Regions from separate parts of the Mus musculus genome. Here region 2 is linked to region 1. The links are chromatin contacts, called in public Hi-C maps. All regions are on one chromosome and are shown on one strand. The core of a region is the stretch at or near the end of the contact, and the rest is flanking DNA. Distances in the headings are between cores, read along the strand shown. Region 1 overlaps Tnik (TRAF2 and NCK interacting kinase). Region 2 overlaps Tnik (TRAF2 and NCK interacting kinase).

Evidence for each region. Hi-C and Micro-C count contacts between places; a contact is called where the count stands out from the background.
Region 2: a Hi-C map of the N1E-115 cell line shows a contact between it and region 1, with 3 times the contacts expected there. The contact joins two enhancer-like sites. A contact is called at or near these places in 5 of 484 Hi-C or Micro-C datasets (the N1E-115 cell line, cortical neurons, embryonic stem cells and 1 more) and 2 of 9 other capture datasets (adipose tissue and liver).

What each region holds. Positions count from the first base shown.
Region 1 is chr3:28,380,830-28,388,037 of GRCm38.p6, reverse strand. The region is part of intron 2 of Tnik (TRAF2 and NCK interacting kinase); the gene reads right to left. Among named protein-coding and RNA genes, the nearest start is that of Mir466q, 36 kb to the left of the region's middle. Within about 2 kb of position 4,352, at least 22 of the 459 cell types and tissues checked have an H3K27ac peak or open chromatin away from gene starts, as enhancers often do. A contact at or near this core is called in the N1E-115 cell line, where this site is marked.
Region 2 is chr3:28,539,446-28,546,653 of GRCm38.p6, reverse strand. Tnik (TRAF2 and NCK interacting kinase) reads right to left here. Exons shown (of 33, transcript NM_026910.1): 6 at 7,150-7,208; 7 at 4,556-4,686. Among named protein-coding and RNA genes, the nearest start is that of Mir466q, 120 kb to the right of the region's middle. Within about 2 kb of position 2,838, at least 72 of the 459 cell types and tissues checked have an H3K27ac peak or open chromatin away from gene starts, as enhancers often do. A contact at or near this core is called in the N1E-115 cell line, where this site is marked.

The DNA of each region.
Region 1 (7,208 bases), core at 3,103-5,602:
CTCTCTCTCTCTCTCTCTCTCTCTCTCTCTCTCTCATACACACACACACACACACACACACACACACACACACAGAGGCAGGAAAGTAGGAGAGAGATGCTGGGAAGAAGACTTCAGTGGGGAAAAATGGGGAGCAAGGCAGAACAATAGGGAGTAAAAAGATGAAAATGCACTATATACTTATGAAGCTGCCAAGGAATGAATCAAATCAACCAATATTAATTATATGCAATGAAACCACTGTATGTGAGGTTTGCTTTTAACTTAAAAGTAAAAGAGGGGGCTAAAGAGATGGCTCATTAGTTGAGTGTGCACTTACACTTGGGTGCTCTTGCAGAGGACACACGATCAGTCCCCAGTGCCCACATCAGATTACTCACAAACATCTGTAACTCCAGATCCAGGGTGTCAGGCCGCTAGCCTTCATGGGCACCTCCACTCGCATGCATATACCCCTCCCCACATGCACATACATCATTAATAAAATGGAATAGCACAGATCATCCATAGGTTTCAATTCCATGCTGTTATGTAGAATTCTTGTGATTATTCCACACACATTCTCTGAGTTCATGCCTTGTCTATACAAAGCCTTATTCCCTGGACCTGATGACATCTGAATCTTTATAGTGGGAACTGTCTAACAGAGGAGAGACTCAACAGTAAAGAAATGTTTTCCTTCTTTCTTTTTTCCTTTTCTTTCCCCCCTCTCCTTCGTTCCTTTCCTTTTTGTGCTAGTATGCTGACAATCACACCAGGGCCCCCCACATACACTTGGCTGCAAGACACCCCGGAGCTGTCAGCAAAACCCCTTTAGACCTGCAAGACTGGGCCCGATATGCAGCAGACACATCCAACCTACCCCCAAATAATACTCTTCCATGTGTTTTTATTGAGAAGAAAACCAATTGTTTGGGTTTAATGTGGTTTTTAAGTGTTTTGCTTTGGATCAAAGCATGGTAAATGCAAGCTGAAGACCGTCTGAGTTTGCTTTCTACTCTTACCAGAATCTAGATCTCAAAACTGTGAACCATTTTCAAATTCGCAGACTTCAGAGTTTGCCAAAATGTCCTCAACAGTTTGTTAGACACAAAGTGTGGAGTTCTGACCCCAGGCTCTGCTGTCTCCACTTCCAAAACTGGTTTAGAGAAGCCTGTGCAGACTCTGCAGCAAGCCATTCTAGGATCTTAACACGTTGACATCCTCAATAGGAATACCTATCCCTTGCAGGCTGACAGAAAGGGATCAAAAAACCAGCCAACCAACCAACCAAACAAACAAACAAACAAAACAAAATCACAAAAGGAAAGAGGATAAAGGAAAGATAGAGAGAAAGAAAGACAGAGAGGGAAGGGGTAATGGAGGGAGAAAGGAAATAGAGAGAAAAGAAGGGGAGAGAAAGGGCGGGAGAGGGCAGAAAAAGAAGAAAAAGAACATAGCTGGTAGGTGGAACAACATTATGAACTAACCAGTACCCCGGAGCTCTTGACTCTAGCTGCATACGTATCAAAAGATGGCCTAGTCGGCCATCACTGGAAAGAGAGGCCCATTGGATACGCAAACTGTATATTCCCCAGTACAGGGGAACGCCAGGGCCAAAAAAATGGGAATGGGTGGGTAGGGAAGTGGGGGGGAGGGTATGGGGGACTTTTGGGATAGCATTGGAAATGTAATTGAGGAAAATATGTAATAAAAATATTTTTAAAAAAAGAACATAGCTGGTATCTGAGTCAACTAGAACTGGAAGAACCTGGGCAACAAAATAAATAATATAGAATTGGAATATAAACCGAGAGAATAAAACAGACTGCATGAATCCAGGCTGCATGCATCAACAACGTAGTAAATAAACAAAAGGGATAAAGTTAAAAATCCATACACCTTAAAAAGATTCTTTGCCCTCAAGGGAGAGTATAGCGGCCACTCTTAAAGAGTGGCCTACAGTAGAAACATCCTTCAAAGATACGGTATAGAATGACAATAGATACATCAGGGGGCCTGGACAAATACTATTTAAGCCAGGTCACCCCTGTCCCATGTTGATGATTTGAACCTCAACAGAACAGAATAAGAACAGCATGCTGCTTTTAAGTTCTTCCCCCCTCAAGCCAAGTATGATCACGAGAAAAACATTCAACTACCAAAAAAGCAGCCCACAAGATACCAGGCCCAGATTCCTCAACACATGAAGGTGGTCCAAACCAAGCCATGTGGAGTCGCATGCTGTATGAGCAGATTGAGGAGCTATGACAGCTCGGAAGGATGTGCTACAATCTAACACAGGGTTCTGGCTGAGTGGAAAGACACTGATGCTATCCAAATAAAGAGTCAGTTTTAGCACTTGAACTGATGATACTATACTTGTTCTTAGCCCAAAGACCCAGAAGCAATAACTTTATCAAAAACAAACAAATATGTTCCAGGTTACTTACTGATCACCTCCACCGAGTGAAGGAAGAGTCTAACGGAGAGTCATAATAATTATATGGTGCACCACCTAGTCACAAAGCCCCATCCACCTACATGGAATCCTAACATGTGCCAAGGAAGAGAATACGGATTGCTGGCGAGCATTATGAAGGACTGCCATGGGGCCTGGCCAAGCGCTCTCAGAAGCAAGCCTCCACTCTGCAGACTCTGTAGACTCTTCAGGCATCTGGGTGTCCTCTTGAGCAGGCTGCCTGCTTCGGCATATGGCTATCATGGCATCTCATCTAACTTTGCCCGTGCTCCCAAGTGTAGGGTATGTGTGGCAGTGGGCATCCTCATGCTTTTTCTTTTATTTGATCTCAGTCCTGGTCTACTCTTTCAACTGAGTCAGCTACTAAGAAGTTGTTTGATGGTTGCTAAGAAGGTACCAGTGAGGTCAGATGCCTTGCCTGTTCCAACAATACAAAAGGAGCAGCCCATGCTGGGCTGAGACGCAGATCCCTGGCAGAGCACCGATCTAACATACATGAGGCCCTGGGTTCACTTTCCAGCGTCAGAAAAGAACAAAAAGGCAGCTCCGTCTCCATAGAATCCTGCTCAAGCTGGTTACAAGGAAAGCTTTTCAATACCTCTGCTCTGAGAAGACATGAGCGTTTCAAATGTGCTTCCTTCTTCCTTCCTAGCTCGCAATTCAGCTCTTAAATGTTATCTCTTTCTAGACAGATCTTGCTGCCTTTCTCGTCTTTCCAATGGAGAAAACAAAGTCCTATGATGGCCAGACCTTACCTCCCTTCACACTGTCACCCATACAATCGCAGCAGAGTTCCTTTTGCTTTTGTACTTTCACATCTGAGAAGCTATGAATACATGACCCTCTGTGGGTGGCTTCACTTCCTCCATCCCAGGAGACTTGGCCTGACGTGGAAAGTCTAGTAACATTTCTTTTAAAAGAACAAATATTGTCTGTTGCTAGATATTGCTTAGGGCCTTACGCATGCTCAGAAATGGCCACTGAGCCCCACCCACAGCCCTCTCCATATTCTGTCTAGGCTACCGAACAACATAAGACAATCTTACTGCTCTACAGAGGTTTCGGGTGGTCACGGTAGGTGGGGTGAACATGTGTGTTCATTTTCCTTCTTCCCCAGTACAGCAGTTTTTCTGACAGAGACATATGGCCATTTAGATGCTGAAAATGCTTTCAGGCAAGGAAGCAGTTATTGATGGGCTCATTCTGGCTAAGTATTACATGATCAGGCCTCACTGTGCATTTTGCACAGCTCAGAACTGAGAGAATCACAGGACAAATCACACGAACACAGATTCAATATTTGATCCCACTAAGATCGATCATTGTTTAACCTGATGAAGTGCAATTTCCTTAAATTATCTTTTCTCATGTCAGTCTTAAGAAAGTCTCATTTTTCTGAACTGATTCCTCCTTCCCGAAACCATCTTCATTTAATTATAATAAACTTGCTGAGCTGTTTTAGGGCTGAGCGCCTGGACAAGAGGATGGATACCATTTATTTCTTCTGACTGAAAATCTCAAACTCTGATTGACAACATGCTCACAGGCGACCAAGCGACTCAGGGTTACAGAGACTGAAAAGTCATTTGTGCCCATAGCATGTGGCATGGTCCAGCTCTGACACTATCCACACCATCCCCGAATCTGTCTTTTCTTCCCGTTTGAGGAGGTAATGAATTCCTTTCAGGGCTGCAGCGGACACTCATTTCCACGGTTCAGCTGATGTGTATCAGCCTTCATGAGGTTGGAGATATGTCTTAATTGTATCCTGGTTCCGTTTGATTCCTTCCCCTTTCAGGCACCCAAATGATTTCCATTCTTACGTTGCTCAGCTCACCAGCTTGTCAGTCGGGGACGAGCTCTTGCCTCTTTGTTTGGCATTCTGGCCAGAGCCCAGACCCTGTTTTCCAAGCACTTAATGAGCTTGGCCATTTCTGGCTTGTGACCACCAGCCCCTCCCTTTGTACATTAGGTCTCTTCTGGATAAGAACTGAATGCAACAGCACACTAGGCTGTCACACAAGGGATAAACTACTATTTGGGGATAAAAACACCATGACATTGCTTTGGTTTGTTTGTTTGTTTGTTTTTGAATATGTGAGTTTGAATTTAACTTTTGCCACACAGGAATGTGAGTGCTTTTAGCTGAATCTTAGGTGTGTGAGACAGATGGGGTAGTTTACCATCATTGGGACAGTCAGGGAACACTCCTCTAATACAATGACATTTAAGCAAGAACTGGAACAAGTGACAAGTACATGGCAGGGTGTCTGGGGGACAGGCATCCAGAGGAATGGAAGATCAGATACAATGGAACTGCATACAATAGTCTTGAAAGGTTCAACAGCCTATCAGATGCCAGTCATAGATAACTTTTGTGCATAGACACCTTCTCCTGTAAGTCCAGAACAATGATTTTGTACTTTATGCAGAAATCTGTTGAAAATGTGTTACCTAACCTTCTCACCTATCAGAAATAGGAGCTGTAATGAAATCTCAGATCATATGAATGTATTTGCTCATATACACACTCAGTATGTACGCCATTTAGCAACTCTATTCTTCTGCTTATACCCTCCAGCTAGGCACAGCACCAGACGCTGAGAATACTATGTGCGCAGAGCAGACAAGTCTGTGCCGTTGTAGACTCACAGCCTGATGAGGGTATTGCCTAACAGTGAAAGGTGCTGGGGACTATGGGAACTAGGAGCGAAGACGGTGTCTGTAGGTTTCTAGAGGACAAGAAAAGATTTTTACAAGGAAGTGACATGGAACTCATAAGAAGAGAACATTCGAGAAAGTAGGCAGAAAACCCTGAAGTAGAAGGGAGCAAACGGAGTTTGCTATGTTAAGAGAGACATGTATGGATCTCAGAGAGTGATGAAAAACAGCAAAAGAGCTCAGTCTGGACAGCGGGGTGGAGATCAGGTGTAAATGGGCTCTGTGTGGTCTTGACTAGATGGGACATAGTTAAAGTGGCTTTAGACAGGACAGAAGTGGGACCAAATAAGGAGTATAAAACGACACTACTGGCTGCACAATGGGAAATAGGGCCACAAGGTAATGTTGTGGACAGGATACTGCAGGCATTCGGATAAGAGACTTCCATTGCCCTGACACAGAAAATACCAAGGGAGATTAAGGGCTATTAAGGAATAGAATGAACTGGTCTTGGGGATGGACTCAATTGCGGGACACAATGATCTGCTAGGGGACTCCTACTTGGTTTTTGAAGTCATAATATTCTATTCATTTCATTATATGCATGAGTAGAAAAAAAATGAAGACACCCAAGCTCAGGCATCAAATACACAGTATACAAAAATCTCTCTTTTCTTTGGTAGCCAGGGTGTTTCTAAGTCATGTCTGGATCCTAGATTTGGAATTCATGATACCCACACAGTTCAATAGCTCATGGCTGAGAAGTCAGCAGGCTATACCAGACTCAAGAAAAGTGAGTTCTTAGCCAAATAACTCCTCTGTTTCAACTCCATTAGGATGACACTTAGCCAGTCATACCTACAAGGATACCAAGCCAAGTGGCTGACTCATTAGCATTCTCTTTTCAAGAGAACATAAGCAAAGATGCTTTTAAAAAGGATAATTTTTAATAATGTGTACCAGTATGTAGGTATGTACATGTGTGTGTAGGGGATCTAAAGAGATCAGAAGAAGGTGTCAGGGCCCCAGGAACTGGAGTTACAGGTAGTTGTAAACTGCCCAATGTGGGTACTGGGACCTGATCCTCCTGACAGCTGCCCAATTTCTCCAGGCCCACAAAGATCCTTTTAAAAGAAAACAGAACACCATAAGATATCTAATCCATGGGCGGAGCAGAGGCAGCAATCTGGAAGAGTTTACAGTGTAGCACTTAGGTTTGAAGAGTGTGGGGGTGGGGATAAAGATCAGAGACCTAATGTCCCAAACAAAAAGCCTTTATATTAGTCCACCCTTCTTTAGACAGTAATGAGGGTGGAGAGGAAAGCCACTCACTGTTTTTGCAGTGCCAAGAAGAGCTTGGAAAATAACTTCTCAGAAGGGAGCGGGTACGAAGAACCAGCTTAGCACCTGTGCAGACACACTCCTCCTGGGCACAAAGGGTTGCTGTCCAGATCACACGGAGGACCCACGAAAGAAAGGGCTACAGGTGATCTGACAACTGGGTGAAGGTGTATGGATTCTTCTATGTCCCGCTAGGGAGAATCTCAGTGGGATTTATTCACCTTAAGGGGCCAGCAGTGCTAGGATACTTCTCGCAGCTGACAGTGAATAAATCCACATAAACCCAATTCCTTTCCTCGAGTATGAGCCCCTATGCATTATTTAGTCTCTTTCCTATGCTTCCAAACCAGAACACTATAGAATGGGGACACACCTTCCCATGCCATGCAGAGCAGGATGACACGGAGCATTGTAAGTCTATCCTTCTGGAACAATTATCTTTAAAGGGATTTTAAATTGAGATCACACTATTACATGGTATACAGGGAAAATCCACAAGAATGTTAAGGATGGAAGACTAGCTGTCAAATATATTTTGGTTTTGTGATCTCCTGCCATTCCTCTAAAAGAAGACGTCTTGGTGAGGTGGGTAAAACTGGTTCACTGTGCATATCAGGAACAATAGAAAAATTAAGTTAAAGACTATAGGTTCTAGAAGCATCTTCAAGAAATCAAGTAATTGAAATACAAATAGCTAAATCTTGAAAAGCACCAAGATTATCTAAAACACTATAAAGAGTATCAC
Region 2 (7,208 bases), core at 1,589-4,088, 160 kb before region 1:
ACCAGGCAAATGCAATGCAGGCTCTCCTCCTAAGCATTTGGTGAGATTTCCCCCGTACCCAGCAGATTCCACACAAAACCAGACTACAGTGAAAACCCCATCTCCTCACACTCCTTTCCACTGATGTCCTTAGGATATTCAGTTACTTTGACTTTCAAAAGAAAGTTCTGAACTGGAAAGATGGTTCAGTCATTATGAATAGGTTCTGTCCTAACACAAGACCTAAGTTCAGTTCTGAGCACCCACATTGCATGGCTCACAACCACCCATAACTCCAGCTCAGAAAGATCTGACACCCTCCAGTGGCCTCCAAAAGCATCTGCAATCAGGTACACATGCACGTGTGCGTGCATACACACACACACACACACACACGCGCACATGCACAGGCATACACAATTAGAAATCTTCAAAAAGGGAATTTGGAAAAATAGAAACTTCTACCAGTTCTTAAAAGCACCTCAAAAATAAACTAAATAATAGTCAATCAATAATAATAAATGATAAATAACAAAATAAAATAACAAAATAATAATAATAATAACATAACAAAACCAAACTATGGACTTTGGCATTTCACCTTCATTTTAAAGCCAGCACTTTCTTGGTGAAGCTTACAGAATCCAGTGCTGCTCAAAGTATCAATTATTCAATCAACACTACCTGAAAATGCTGGAAGCATACATTTAATGTATGTGAGAGTTCAACATTTGAGATCATTGCTGAGGCTGGGATTCCTGTTGGTTCAAATAGACTATTCCCCTACATGGACCAAATCCTGGAGCATCATAGGTCTCTGGTGAATGCTCCACTAGGAAATGGGTTATACAGAGACAGCTCAGCTAACTACACACACACACACACACACACACACACACACACACACACACACACACACACACTCATGCGCATGTGGGTGCACACACACATACACAAACATACACAGACACACACAGACACACACACAGTGGGAGTTCATTAAGTACACACCCAGAGTGATTGATTAGATACTTTCAAAGTCAACTTGCTGTCAAGTAGTCTCCTGCTGACAGACCACATTCCTGGGCACAAGGTAAAATAGAGTAATGGAGAGGCTGTAAAGATCTCCATCTTCTCTGGTTCTGAGTAAAATCATGAAGTCATCAAAATAAAATCCCTGCCACTCCCCAGTATTCCTTTCTACTTCATCCTTTCCATCAGCTCTTCGGACAAGCTGCTTTTCCTCTTGACGGGTGAAGAGCACAAATCACAGCCTAGGCATGGAGTTTTCTTTGAACAACTTATGTGCATAGCTATCTTTATAAAGAAGTTCACAGTACAGTCTAAATGACTGACATTGTTGGACCTGTTTTCTCTGTGAGGACCCTTTTAAGACTTCTTTTTGTAAAAAAAAAAAATTATTCTTACATATTGGTATCACATCATCTCTAAACAGAATTTCTTAGCAGTTGTCTGAGGAAAGAAGTCCAAGATTTGAACTCAATTCCAAGCTCTGGATTGGCCAAAGGGAAAAGCTTATTCTAGGTACTCTCCTAAAAACAAATCAGCCACAGAGGTCTTGTCTATTCTTCAAACAAATACACTGCACATAAATATAGCCCACTTAAAAGATTAAGTCAGGGGTGAAAATCTAGACACTCTGGTTCTTCCTTGTATAACTAGTCTTATTTTAAAATTTAGTTTTATTTATTTATGTGTATTGGTATTTTCTGCATGTTGTTTCTGTGCACCATGTGTGTGCCTGGTGCCCTGGGAGGTCAGAAGAGGACACTGGGTCCTTTAAAATTCGAGTTAAAGATGGGTGAGATGCACCACGTGGATTCTGGTATTTTGAACCCTTGGGTCTTCCAAGAGCAACAAGTGCTCTTAACCTCTGAACCAACCCTCCAGTTCCCTCCTGGTATATTTTGAAGTGCTTCAAATTATCTATGGCACAGATGTAAACTAGTTAACACGTGTTAAATACGACCACAGTTTGAAGAGTTGCTTACAGCCAATTAAAATATGCATATCTCGTCTGGGATATATATTTTGTAGTGCATCCTCTCTCGGATTTGCAAATGGAATTATTCAAATGTGCTGATCATTAGCAGTTTAAATAAATGACATTTATTTTGGCAGGGGATTAATTTTTAACGAGGCAGCTGCTCTCAGACAGATTGCCGTCAGGTCATTAGAGGGACTAACTTTGAGGGAAGAAGGGTGATTATTATGTTTTCGAGCTTGCATTTCTCTAAAGAGGCGAATGATTTCATCAATGCTCGGAGACACTGGCTCTCAAAGACTTCAGTGTTTGCATGGAGCTCACCTGATTAAAAACAGTAACCAAATGGGGAGAAGTAAGTGAACTTTAAGAGAGAAATTCCTCAAATGTACTATTTGGATGAGAAATATGAGATTTATACAGAAGCTAGGCAACTACCACACAAGACGAGGCTGCAATAAAAAAGAACCCCACAGATTCTTTTCATAGAGAGGCCCTTTTGATGCTGACTTATCTTAATTTTTTTAACATAGTCATTTAAAAAGGCAAATCAGACCAATCAAATAATAATATAATACAGAACACACAAATCCACAAGAGACCCTCCTTTGCAGGGTGGGACAAGTGACTACCGAGATTTGAGCAGAGTTGGGAGACTCATGTTCAAGTTGAAGTTCAGAGAATGTCACCAACTGGGTATGCACCTGTGAAGACCTGGCCCCAGTTTCCCCCTTTGTAGGATTTTGAGGGAAGGTCCTTGAGCTAACAAAGCAAACCCAGGTAGTATCGCCTTTTGCCCACAGGGTGTCTCTCTGCCTAGTGCCTAGCCTGAGAACTCTGAACTGGCCCTAGCTCTCACTGTCCACAGTTTCACTTTCTCTTAACAGGGATTTATGCAGCAGCAATGTCACCAGACGCTGCAGCTCTTGAGGGGCTTTATGACTGTGACTCGTGTCACTGTGTTGGGATGAATGAAGGAGGGCTGCCGGGAGAAGCTTACTGAATGTGACAAGGGATCCATCAAAATTCTGTGAGATGCCAAGTCACACTAGAGGAAAGCCAAGGCATAGACCTACATTCTACTCCATCTCTCCTACAGAGAAGAAACTACGAAGTATCTACAGTGAGCCCGTAGAAACGAGGAACTTGCTGCCATTTAACTATAAAAAGATGCCCCCGATATTTGTATTTTGGTTTAACATAGGAAGCCTTGAGAATATTAGCTTGGGCGTGGAATAAATAGGTTGACCAGTATACGCTGTGTTCTTGTTTGGTAGAAGCAAGGAGTTCCTCAGTGCTGTGGCACAGAAGCCACAGAGAGTTACAATAGTGTGCAGCCCATTTGAGAAAGCTAGAAGACCTTTGTGACTGAGCATGGGTGTGCAGGCATATGTGTGTCTGCACCTTCATGGGTCGGACAGATGTCAGTCTTGGCTATTATTTCTCTGAAGCCTTGAATTTTGATACAGGGTCAGTCATTGGCTTGGACCTTGCTAGGCTGGCTGGCTAGAAAGGCTGGGATTCTCCTCAGAGCTGGGACTACGAGCCTGCATCACCATGACTGCCTTCTGTGTGGCTTCGGGAAGACTCACTCAGGGCCTTCTGCTTCAGAAGCAGGTACTTTGCCAACTGAGCTATCTCTTCAGGCCCTCTGAAACTTTCCACTTTAAAAGATGATGTTTAGACAAATATATTAATCCTGATTTAAATATTGTGCATATATAGAAGTAATGCCTGAAACCCCTTTCGTATGCACAGATGGAATATTTTTCTTTCTATAACATATTTTTTATCCACTTTACATCTGAATCACAGCTTCCTACTCCTTCCTTTCCTCCCAGTCCCGCTCTTACAAATCCCTCCCCCATTACTCCCTCTCCCTCTCCAAGAAGAAGGGGAAGCCCCACCTTGGGTACTGACCCAGCTTGGGTACCACCCCACCCTGGGACATCTAGTCCCAGCAGGGCTAAGCACATCCTCTCACTGAGGCCCAACCAGGCAGTCCTGTTAGGGGAAAGGGATCCAATGGCAGGCAACAGAGTCAGAGGCAGTCCCCTCTCCAATTGTTAGGGGACCCACATGAAGACCAAGCTGCACATCTGCTACAAATGTGTATTGTGAGTACAAATGTGAGTACAAATGTGAGTTCCTATGCTAACTTTGATCAGTAATGGAGTGTGACCTGAGAGTTGTGAGCTGAATAATTTTATGCATCATTAAAAATGAATCAAAAGACTTATTAGATGAAAAAGGATAAAAATAAGAATATAAATATTGCCAAAACGAAACTATAACCAACAACACAAACCTGCTCTATTTCTCAAGAGTAAGAAGAATACATTCAAAAGCATAGAAAATAATTTCAATATCATTTTGTAAGTAGGAAACCAAATACTGTGGGTAAATTCATTATGAAACAGTTATTACTTGAGTATCTTACAATCTTAGATCCAGATACCATTTTTCAAATCTCCTTTTGTGTAAGCCACATGCAGGTGCCTGTGAGGATCATCCCCTGAAAAACTGAGGACAAGGGGCTGGACATGGCTTCACAGCCCAACCAACTCATACCTTGAAATCATATGTGGCATCCGGGTTCTCATCACAGGCAATGACTTCTGGTGCCATCCAGTAGGGAGTCCCGATGAACGTGTTCCTCCTGCCCACAGTTCGGTCAAGCTGGGCACTCACTCCAAAATCCACTAATGAGAAGACAGTTGAATAAATTAGAACCTCAGATTGGATGTGAGGGTAAAATGAATGTGCGTTCTTCAGGCAGTAAAGTGTATCTATAACATAAATGTTATGATTTCATCTGGTTTATTCTGTATAGAGATATCACTATGTTTATCACTGCATAGAGAAGAAACTCAGTTGAGATAAACATCTCCATCATGTTGCCTGTAGGCAAGTCTGTAGGGGATTTTCTTGATAGATGATTATGGAGGGACCTAGCCCATTGCGGGTGGAACCATCCCTGGACAGGCAGTCATGAGGAGGATAAAAATGCAAACTAGGCAAGTAGCACGGAGCAAGCCAGTAAGCAGCACTCCTCCATGGCCTCTGCTTCAGCTCCTGCCTCCAGGTTCCTGCCTTGAGTTCCTATGCTGACTTTGATCAGTAATGGAGTGTGACCTGAGAGTTGTGAGCTGAAATAAATCCTTCCCTTAACCCATTTCCTTTGGCCATGATGTTTTATTACAGCAAGAGTAACTTTATTAGGAGAGATTTTATCCACTTTTATGCACATTTTCTGGGCCCAGTAAAGCCTTTAAGATGGCATCATTCTCACCCCATCCATCCCCGGAACATTTTCATCTTCTGCCAGCGAGGTTCTATACCATTGAGCATTAACAACCTATGTCCCACACATTACCCAGTCATCCTCCTGCTCCCATCCCTAGGACACTCCCCTCTCCTGTAAAAGCAAAATTATACAGAATACATCTTATTTCACATAACATAAGGCCCTCAGAGTTCAGTCAGGCTGTAACGTATGTCACAGTTTTCTTCCTTTTTAATGCTGGATAATTTTCCACTAAATTTCCATTTCTACATTTTATCTTTTCCTCTGGTGATGGGCATTTGGGTCCCTTCTACCATTTCTATAACTCGAATGCCTACTTTTAAATTTAATTATTAAGTAGATACATACACCAGTGAGGAAATCACAAATTGTAGTATTTGATTATACCAAGGCTCCCCTGAGATCAAAAGAAGTAGGAGTTTGGTAAAAGCCTTCATGGCCACAAATGATAACACACACAAAATAGAAATCAAGACCTAAGGGTTTGTGTTAGACTGTCATCATTTTCACATACTGTCCTGCAACTGGTAAACAGTGTGGCTATTAATCAAACTATCTGTGTGTTTGGTTTTCCAAATCAACAATACAAAGATGAAGATAGCAACATAGAATAGGCCTGTTCACATGAGCTAATCCAAGTATCTCTTGAGAGATGTGGCATACATTATACTCCCAACAAGAGCCTGTTAAACAGCACCAGCAAGTCCTCGAGGCTAGATTATCCCGTCTCTATATGTGGATCTATTTAGGTGCACAATATAAGTTCTTCCTTTTAAAAGCAAATGCTCCTGTGATGAACGTTTGGCTTCAGATGCTAAGACAATGGGAAATTATGCATCTTATCAAAAGCGAAGGTCAAGTGTTCTAATCTTGAAATGAACATTTCCATGGACAGAAAACCCCTTCTAGATAATGAAATGAGAGAATTGCCAGATTTCCTGTGAAAGGGCCCTGGAACAGCTGTAACTCAGCCCGGAAGAGAGTCTCCATATGAGTTTGGATGGATGTGGCCTGCGGGAAGACCCAGCCCATTGTGAGCGGCTCCATTCTCTGGATTTGGGGTCCTGCGTTGTCTCAAAGTGGAGAAAGTGAGTATATAAACATTCACTCCCCCTGCTCCTGGCTGTGAATCTGACTAGCAGCATCAAGTTCCCACTGCCTGGACCTTCTCCACTGATGGACTGTAATCTGCAAATGTGAGTAAAGACAGACATTTCCTCCTCTAAGTTGTTTTTTGTTTGTTTGTTTTGTTTTGTTTGTTTTTTGTTTTGGTCAGGACACAGCAACAGAGGCAATTATATATGTGCTCTGATATATTTGCTAAAGAAAAATATTTCTCCCCCAACCAACTCTGTCAGGGTGAAATGGGGTAATCAGGTTGCACCCAAAGTGGACTCTGGAGAATCCCTTGTATACAGGAGCTGTAGGAAATAATAAAGTAAATTTACGTATAACTCAGCAGAACTGGATTATTCAAAATACCTCCAAATATGAATATTTTTCATGGAACAAAACCAAACCCAAACATCTAGGGCTATCAATAACCCATCATGTCAGCAGTGATACAAACCATCTATGAAGTGTAATGTGGTAACGCCCAGGCCTGTCACTTCAAATCATTACAGAAAACAAAGTTTTACACAGTGCTTAAGTGTAGGCTTCTAGTCACCACACAAGCCACTATTCAGGATGGTTTGAGAAAATACTTTTCAAATGGATTAAATAAAAAAAAAAGAACTATTTTTCTTTCATCTTTGGGGAAATGCCCCACCCCCAAGTCAGCAGTGACAGCTTTACATAAAGGACTGCTGACACCTATTGTCTCCGGCAGTGCTGTGCCCCATGATGCTGTCCATACCTAGCTTAACCTCTGCATTTTCAGTCAACAAGACGTTCTGCCCTTTGATATCTCGATGA